Linked DNA regions of Pan troglodytes: all the other regions are linked to region 3. The links are chromatin contacts, called in public HiChIP or PLAC-seq maps. All regions are on one chromosome and are shown on one strand. Each heading gives the region's core, a stretch centred on a gene start, on an enhancer-like site or on the middle of the called end of the contact. The rest is flanking DNA. Distances are from core to core; before and after follow the strand shown. Region 1 holds the start of MIP (major intrinsic protein of lens fiber). Region 2 holds the start of TIMELESS (timeless circadian regulator). Region 3 holds the start of SMARCC2 (SWI/SNF related, matrix associated, actin dependent regulator of chromatin subfamily c member 2).

What was found. HiChIP or PLAC-seq counts read pairs in DNA pulled down with a chosen protein or histone mark.
Region 1: an H3K4me3 HiChIP or PLAC-seq map of stem cell-derived excitatory neurons shows a contact between it and region 3, with 3 times the contacts expected there. The contact joins the promoter of MIP here to the promoter of SMARCC2 in region 3. A contact is called at or near these places in 1 of 7 Hi-C or Micro-C datasets (stem cell-derived neural progenitor cells) and 1 of 1 datasets of contacts at active chromatin or transcription factors (stem cell-derived excitatory neurons).
Region 2: a contact with region 3 is called in an H3K4me3 HiChIP or PLAC-seq map of stem cell-derived excitatory neurons, with 2.0 times the contacts expected there. The contact joins the promoter of TIMELESS here to the promoter of SMARCC2 in region 3. A contact is called at or near these places in 1 of 7 Hi-C or Micro-C datasets (stem cell-derived neural progenitor cells) and 1 of 1 datasets of contacts at active chromatin or transcription factors (stem cell-derived excitatory neurons).

The regions. Positions count from the first base shown.
Region 1 is chr10:39,544,400-39,547,326 of NHGRI_mPanTro3-v2.0_pri, reverse strand. MIP (major intrinsic protein of lens fiber) reads right to left here and starts at 1,601. Exons shown (of 5, transcript XM_063786546.1): 1 at 1,472-1,601. The coding sequence starts at 1,601. It overlaps SPRYD4 (SPRY domain containing 4), which reads left to right and starts at 1,596. Exons shown (of 2, transcript XM_001168831.6): 1 at 1,596-1,698; 2 at 2,045-2,927. The coding sequence starts at 1,614. The coding sequence ends at 2,583.
Region 2 is chr10:39,563,694-39,566,672 of NHGRI_mPanTro3-v2.0_pri, reverse strand. It overlaps TIMELESS (timeless circadian regulator), which reads right to left and starts at 1,499. Exons shown (of 29, transcript XM_509535.7): 1 at 1,344-1,499.
Region 3 is chr10:39,824,132-39,827,022 of NHGRI_mPanTro3-v2.0_pri, reverse strand. SMARCC2 (SWI/SNF related, matrix associated, actin dependent regulator of chromatin subfamily c member 2) reads right to left here and starts at 1,552. Exons shown (of 29, transcript XM_063786572.1): 1 at 1,321-1,552. The coding sequence starts at 1,431. It overlaps TRNAS-CGA (transfer RNA serine (anticodon CGA)), which reads left to right and starts at 2,334; the gene lies at 2,334-2,415.

The sequences.
Region 1 (2,927 bases), core at 352-2,851, 280 kb after region 3:
GTTACAGTGAGCCAAGGTTGCGCCACTGCACTCCAGCCTGGGCAACAGAGTGAGACTCAGTCTCAAATAAAAATTAGCCAGGTGTGGTTGGTGGGCACCTGTAATTCCAGCTACTCAGGAGGCTGAGACAGGAAAATTGCTTGAACTCCAGAGGCAGAGGCTGCAGTTAGCCAAGATCAAACCACTGCACTCCAGCCTGGGTGATAGAGTGACACTCCGTCTCAGAATATACATTTTAAAAATATATATCTAAAATCCTTTTTTGAGGGGTAGGAGGATGGAGGTGGGATGTATGTTGCTATTGCACTGGCCAGCAGAACCTTGAGAAGTGGACTGATTCAAAACATGTAGGCCTGGCATAGTGGCTAACACCTGTAATCACAGCACTTTGGGAGGCAAAGGTGGGAGGGAGGATGGCTTGAGCCCGAGAATTCGAGAACAACTTGGTCAACAAAGTGAAACCCCCGTTTCTACAAAAAAGTTAACGGGGCATGGTGCGTGCACATGTGGTCCCAGCTACATGGGAGGCTGAAGCAGGAAGATCGCTTGTGCCTCGGAGATGAAGGTTGCAGTGAGCTGTGTTTGCGCCACTGTGCTGCATGCAGCCTGGGTGACAGAATGAGACCCTGTCTCAAAAAATAAAATAAAATGGAATGCAGATCGAAATGTTCAATATAGGCTGTCCATAATCTCCTACCTCATACCCTGAACCAAAATATTGCTACTCTTGGTTAAGTTCAGAAAACTGAATGCTGAGTTAAACCATCCGTTCCTAGCCTTGAACATACAAAACCAACATTAACAGTATTTATGTATTTACTATTAATTATAAACAACTGTGAATTACCCAATGGTTGCTATTTGCCAATATATATCTAGATTAATTATTATTATTATTATTTTTTGAGATGGAGTCTTGCTCTGTCACCAGGCTGGAGTGCAGTGGCAGAATCTCGGCTCACTGCAACCTCCCACTCCCTGGTTCAAGCGATTCTCCTGCCTCAGCCTCCCGGGTAGCTGGGATTACAGGCGCGCGCCACCACGCCCGGCTAATTTTTGTACTTTTGGTAGAGGCGGGGTTTCACCATATTGGCCAGGATGGTCTTGATCTCCTGACCTCGTGATCCGCCTGCCTCGGCCTCCCAAAGTGCTGAGATTACAGGCGTGAGCCACCGCACCCGGCCTAGATTATTCTCACTTAATTATTACTAAGGTCTGTATATAATTTCTATTTTATAAATTAGAACACTAAGGCTCAGAAAAGTGGAGTGAGTTGCCCAAACTCACACAGTGAAGCCGGGATCAAAGCTAATTACAGTACTGTCTAATTTTAAAATCTATACTTCTAAGCATCTGGCTACACTATATCTCTAAAAGTTTTACGTAGTTCAAATGTGAGCAGCGTTCGTCTACGCAGAAAAACTGAATAAGCAGCATTAACCGCGGGTAGAAACAGAACAGAAACCACTACCTTGGCGGCCGCCCGCCCCCGGGCGTCGCTCTACGTCATAACACTGCGCGGCCGCCCCTCGCGCACCACGTGCTAGGGGAGCGGGCGGGCAGATGGCTGTGTTTGTAAGCGGGAGGCGTGCCCGGTTCATCCAAGGCGCAAGATGGCGCTGCTTTTTGCACGTTCTTTGCGCTTGTGCCGCTGGGGAGCCAAACGATTGGGAGTTGCCTCCACAGAGGCCCAGAGAGGTAGGATTATCTGTTTTTACTCTTTTACCTCCAGAATGGCTGCCGTCTATTATTCCCAGACCCCACTCCGAGAAGCAACTCCAACCCTCTCGGGTCTTTTCCTTCCTTACCTGCCTTGGTCTCGAGATTCCAAACCTGTGATACCATTTGGTTTCTTTAAATTCCGAGTTTTTCAGCTCCGTGAGCTATCCGTAGTAAAGCGACCTCGCGACTCTCTTGCCCGCTTGGCATTCTGACTCTTCCCTAGTTGCTCGTGTATCATGGCTGCCTGCCTCAGATCTGAATATATCACCAGCCCTAGGGTTCTAGCCCCTGTTATTATCCCGTCTTTTTGCTCTGCCCGCAGGCGTCAGTTTCAAACTGGAAGAAAAAACCGCCCACAGCAGCCTGGCACTCTTCAGAGATGATACGGGTGTCAAATATGGCTTGGTGGGATTGGAGCCCACCAAGGTGGCCTTGAATGTGGAGCGCTTCCGGGAGTGGGCAGTGGTGCTGGCAGACACAGCGGTCACCAGTGGCAGACACTACTGGGAAGTGACAGTGAAGCGCTCCCAGCAGTTCCGGATAGGAGTGGCAGATGTGGACATGTCCCGGGATAGCTGCATTGGTGTTGATGATCGTTCCTGGGTGTTCACCTATGCCCAGCGCAAGTGGTACACCATGTTGGCCAACGAGAAAGCCCCAGTTGAGGGTATTGGGCAGCCAGAGAAGGTGGGGCTGTTGCTGGAGTATGAGGCCCAGAAGCTGAGCCTGGTGGATGTGAGCCAGGTCTCTGTGGTTCACACGCTACAGACAGATTTCCGGGGTCCAGTGGTGCCTGCCTTTGCTCTCTGGGATGGGGAGCTGCTGACCCATTCAGGGCTTGAGGTGCCCGAGGGCCTCTAGTATGTCCATTACTGGAGTCCCTAATCACGCCTTTGGCCAGCCTCCTTTTGAAAGTGTCTGAAGCCTTTTTACTTTGCCTCAAGCAACCTCTAGCTCCCACAATTCAGTGTTGGATCCTCTGTGCAATATCATAATCATCTTCCTCATCCCCTACCTTGTGAAAGCTAGGCATACAGCCAAACCCTCCTTTTCCCCACCCACCAACTACTGCCAATTTCCTAGGCTACCATGGGTGTATCTTCCCTGACCTGCTTCCTTCAGTCTCTCTGCCTCCCTTTGCCCAGGCCTTTCTCAGACTGTATTCCATCCTGGGGTCTTATCATTCAGCTTTGTTTGAATTTATT
Region 2 (2,979 bases), core at 250-2,749, 260 kb after region 3:
GTGCGTAAGAGATTTACAAAATGAGATTGAGAGGGTCAGGGCCAGACTGAGAGGCCACAGACACCCACCTACGGATTTAAGGCTAACTGTGGGTGGTCAAAGAGGAGTTTTAAATTTAACATCAGATGATCTACCTTTACTTTGTACAAAGTACTAGTAGGGCTGGGTGCGATGGTTCACACCTGTAATCCCAGCACTGTGGGAGGCCGAGGCGGGCGGATCATTTGAGGTCAGGAATTCGAGACCGGCCTGGCCAACATGGCGAAACCCCATCTCTACTAAAAATACAAAAATTAGCTGGGCGTGGTGGCGGGCACCTGTAATCCCAGCTCCTGGGGAGGCTGAGGCAGGAGAATCGCTTGAACCGGGGAGGCGGAGGTTGCAGTGAGCCGAGATCGGACCACTGCACTCCAGCCTGGGCGACAGAGCCAGACTCCATCTCAAAAACAAAACAAAACAACCAAAAAAAAACAAACAGGCCACGCGCGGTGGCTCACGCCTATAATCCCAGCACTTTGGGAGGCCGAGGCGGGCGGATCACGAGGTCAGGAGTTTGAGATCATCCTGACCAATAAGGTGAAACCCCCATCTCTACTAAAAAAAAATACAAAAATTAGCCGGGCATGGTGACGCGCGCCTGTAATCCCAGCTACTCAGGAAGCTGAGGCAAGAGAATCGCTTGAACCCGGGAGGCGGAGCTTGCAGTGAGCCGAGATGGCGCCACTGCACTCCATCCTGGGCGACAGAACGAGACTCCGTCTCAAAATAAAAGAAAATAAATAAAAAATTGAAAGTACTAGTCGAAGCACGAATGGCAAAGAATTGAGAGGCTCAAGGAAAAAAGCTTCATTAGCGGCTGAGGTCCAGGTGACAAACCCAAACAAGGCAACGAAGGGAGGGAGTGAGAAATTCATTCCATAAAACCCACGATATAAGTAAAGCGGCCTGTGAATTCCGACCACTGCTGACCGCCAGGCCACACACCGGTTTTTTTCAGGAGGTCTCAACTAGATGCTAAGCTCCGAAGTGGAACTCCCCCAGGCACTTTCTGTTCTAATTCAGGAATTCCAAGCCCCTTTCCATCACAACCCCATCCCGCGGGAGACCCAAGCTGTGCGGAGCAGCGCAGGGATAAGCCCGCGTCCGGTGAGACCCGGGAACGCGGCGCGGGAGACTAAGGAGCAGAGTACAGAATTGCGCGTGCGCGCCTGCAGCACGAGCCCCGCCCCCTGGCTCTAAACCGGGTGGCGGGAAAAGGGACTCAGCGTCTCCCGAGAATGCCCCCATAGCTTCGAAAGGATCCCCGTGTCCGCTTAGCGCCCTCTCGCCACACACTCACTCACCCGCTCCCTGCGGGTCCTCAGAAGCCCGGAGGAGCCACCGGCCCTCCGGCGCGGGGCCGCAGCCTTTCCGCCACCAGGCTCAGCTGGACCGGTCCCCGCCTGCGCGGAGAGCGAGGCGGGGCGCGCCGGGCTGGTCCACGTGACTCCGAGCGAGCTGGGGCGGAGATTGGTGAAGAAGGAAGGAAAAGGGAAGCGAGTGCAGGGACTGTTTTATGTGAGGTCGATCTAAAAATCACAGCGCTATGAATTTTCTGCTGAATTATAGTAGAATCAAAGTCCGATTAGAGGTGAATTTACAAACATTCTTCCCCTTCTTCTAGTCAAGCGGACTATTCCAAGTCTTAAATAGTTAGTTAGAAAAGTTAGGTTTTATTTGGGAGGAAGTAAAGAGCTGAAGTACAGGGAGGAATGGTCTTCTGGGATAGGGGATGTCCGTTGTATTATAGGTATAAATTTAAAGCTTTCAAAGTATGCAAGAGGCTCATAAAAGGAAGAAAGCAACCGTAAATATTCATTGAACAGTTGAGGGTCTCTTCTGGCCTCTGCTGAGATGATCTTGCCAAAAGGAAAATAAAATAGGGCTGTGCTCTGGCCCCCTGTAATCCCAGCTACTGGGGAGGCTGAAGCAGGAAGATCGCTTGAGCCCAGGATTTCTAGACTGTAGTGTGCGATGATCGTGCCTGTGAATATCCATTGCACTCCAACCTGGTCAACATAGTAAGACCCCCTCTCAAAAAAAAAAAAAAAAAAAAAAAAAAGAAGATAGGGCTCAAACAAATAATAATCTCCTGAATTATTAAGCATTTGAATAGAAGGAATCAATTTCTGGGGTATGAGGGAGTTAGAAGAGATTTGCTTCAAGATGAAAGGACAGATGACAGAGAGATGAAAATACACAGACACAAAACAAGAAAAAAAACACGGAACTAGTGATAAAAGCAGAAAGATGCCATTTGAGGAGTGTTTTGATTTGCTCTAAATAAATTAGAACAGCGTCAAAGCCTCTCCCCTCATGCCCCCTACTACCACCCGTTCATTTATTTGCTCCAGGAATCAGATTTCCTGTGTTGGCCTTAGGGAACAATTGTGGGGCTTAAATACCATCTGCCAGGCAGCCACAACAGTGGATGTCAGGCTGACCAGTTAAGCTGCTTAATTTTTCTAGATTCTAGGCTTGCTCAAGCTCTATTTAGGTTGGAAGCTCCTTGGCCCAGGACCTCTGAAGAGATCCATTATGTCAGAATGAACACAACCAGCCAGCGGATGTAGACAGGTTTACGTGGCTTTACAGAACAGCTAAATCCTAGTGTTCACTTTTCTCAGAGCTACTTCCCCACCCAAGTCCCTGGGGCAAGCATCCCTAAGATAAGTAGGCTATATATTCCCATTAACTTCCCCCCAATTCTTCAGTACACCTACATCCTGATCTGGGGCTAATACTCCATTTTCACCACCCACCTCCCTTGAGTCCCTTCTCCTAACCCTTGGAAGCCTTGTCTCCTCCACTTCTCTCCATCTGCCTCGTGTGAGGAGTAACTCCCTGCTTCTCTGTTCCCTCAGAAATCAAGAGCCACACACTTGACTGGCAGCAGGGTAAAGGCCAGAAACTTAAGGTGTCGGTTACCCAGTACTCACC
Region 3 (2,891 bases), core at 303-2,802:
TTTACTTTTTGACCCGTTTTCTCCCCACTCATCACAAAGAAGACAGTGCCTCTCAGTGAGAGGTGAAAAGAGATAGATCTGTGAAGGGAAAGGTAAATGACAAAGAGCTAAGAGCATGGAAGCTGAACCAGGTCACAATTGTCAATTCCCCCAAGGCCGGAGGCTAAGCCCCTAGCCTGATCTCCCTGCAAAAGGTCAAAGGTAGAAGCCTGGGAATAAGAGCCTCTCACAGGCGTAGAGACATGCCATAGAAATAGCAGCTATTTGTCAGGATTCTCACACCCAGAGAGACCCCAAGGGCAGGGCCAGGCTCACAACCAGCATCAGTAGGAAGTTCTCCTAAGCCACTAAGCACACTTCTGACGAGCTGCAAAGCCGGCAGGAAGAACTGGGGAGCTGAAAGAAAGCCATAAAGAGAATCCCTCTCTGAGGGTAGTGAGAAAAAGAGAGGCAGACCATTTCCAGAGAAAACCAGGCCTAGAGACAAAGACGACACCAGGAAGAGGTTTGGTAGAAAAGACAGGTAAGGATTCTTGAACCTTTTGTTCACCACCTTATGATCTCCAGTTATGGGGTTTGGGGGTGAGGGGCTAGAGATAGGAAGCTCACCCTAACCTCTCGACCCCAAACCCAGGGTACTGCAAAGCTAGGTTGCAGGGTGACTTCATTGTAAAATCGAGGAAAGGTTTCGGAAGGGGCCGCTACCCAGGAACTCCTATACCCCGGCTCCCTGAGAGATTCTGTTGCCCCTTAGATGAAGGTGGGGGATGAGCGGCGGAGACAGGTGATCCCTGGGTGGGGACCTTTTTCAGGCTGATGAGCAGCCAACGGCTTGCTCTGTGACTGTTTACCCTCCTGCTTTCCATTCTCTCTCTCTGAACATACACAAAGCACCGGAGAGGCCTCAGCCCCGCTGGTACCTGGCTCCGTGGGGAGCTCTGGCGGGCACGCTCCGGGTTGCGGGGGAGCCCATTGGGCACCCGGTCCACACCCGGCCGGCCGCCTCTCCCAGAAAAGCCAGGAGGGCGATGGCTGAGGGGAAGGTGGGCTAATGGCACCGGGGCCCGCCGGGCAGTAGAAAAAAACAAGGGGCAGAGGGCGCAGCAGTGGGGGCGGGGGCTGGGCTCAGAGGCTGGGGGTGCGGGGAGAGGGAAGCTGGGGGAGGGGCGCGGGAGCGCAGGAGGGCGCGCGGGGGGCTGCTCGGGAGGCCGCGGGGGAGGGGCTGGGGCGCCTGGAGGGTAGGCAGGATCCCGGGGCTGCAGGGCCGCGGTCCCTTTGTCCCGCCCCCGGTCCCCGCGCGGCCCGGCCCGGCCCGCGTACCTTCTTGTAGTTCTTGCCGAGCCACAGCCGCACGTTGTCGAACTGGGTCACGGTGTCCGCGGCCTCGTAGTACTTCACGTTGGGGCCGCCGTCCTTCTTCCGCACCGCCATCTTCTCCGGCTCGGGCCCCGCCGCCGCCCGCCCCACTCAGCTCAGCTCCCGCCTCCTCCGCCTCCTCCTCCGCCCGCCTCCCGCCGCCTCCCGCCGCCGCGGCCGCCGCCTCCCGCCGCCTGGGCCGGCCCCGGTCCGCGCTGCGCCACCTGCCGGCAGGCCGGGCGCGGCGGCGGAGCTCCAGGCGCGGGCCGACCCTGGCGGCCTCCCCGGCAGCGGCGGCGGGAGCCTCCGGGGAGAAGGACGCTTCCTGGAGGGGGCGCCATTCTCCTGAGATCGCTCTTACCAGACGCGAAGCCCTTTCCCTCTTTTTGCCTCAGCTCGGGAGTGTCACCTCGCTATCCCACTCCAGGCGGCCGCCAGTCGCTGGAGCAGCCCCAACCCGTAGACCCGAGTGGCCCTCACCTTGCGCATTCCTAACCCGACGAAGCCCCTCGTCCCCCAAAACCCCAAACCCCTTTCCCCAATAAGTTCCTTCCTTCCATCCATTCACAGCAGCTCCCCATTTAAACTTTTCAGAGTCTCCCTCACCCCTCGCGCCTTGTCTACCCAGCACTCCCCTCACTTGTTAACCCAAAAGTCCCCTAGTCGCCACCCTGGCGGCCCAGTGCCTTCCCTCAACTGCTTCCTCCGCAGGCCTCGCTGTCGCCTCCTAAGTAGGTGTGAGCTCCTACTCGAGACCCCGACTCTTCGCTAGGCAGGAGACCCTCCCTCCCTGGGTCACCCGGTCCATCCGACTCTTTTTCTTTGGGTGGCGTAGATAGGAGGTAAGGAACCGAGGGGTGGGGAGTCCTCAGGTGTGTGTGTGTCGGGGCCGGTACCCTGCTTCCGGTTCCCGCACGCATTCCCGGATTGCAGTGCGGACCCCTTCTGTAAGCGCGCGATAAAGTGCGGTTCTGGAAGTCACGGTGGCCGAGTGGTTAAGGCGTTGGACTCGAAATCCAATGGGGTTTCCCCGCACAGGTTCGAATCCTGTTCGTGACGGGTTTTTTGTTTTTTTTTTTTTCTCTCTCTTCTTATTATTATTAAAAGGGAGTCTCGCTCTGTTGCTCAGGCTGGAGTGCAGTGGCGCGATCTCGGCTCACCGCAACCTCCGCTTCCCGGGTTCAAGCAATTCTCCTGCCTTAGCTTCCCGAGTAGCTGGGACCACAGGCATGCGTCACCACACCTGGCTAATTTTTGTATTTTTAGTAGAGACAGGTTCACCATATTGGCCAGGCTGGTCTCAAACTCCTGACCTCAGGTTATCTGCCCGCCTCGGCCTCCCAAAGTGCTGGGATTACAGGCGTCGACTTTTTTAACCCCTTTCACAACACATAAAGGTAACCCCAGTTCTCACACGTTTCTTTCGTGCACTTTCTCTCTCCAAAAGGGAAGCTGCCAAAAGGTCTTAACCCCTGGATTTGGGAGGATGGGAGTGATCTTGGGAAGTTTAATTATGCACGACTGTATTGGCTGCT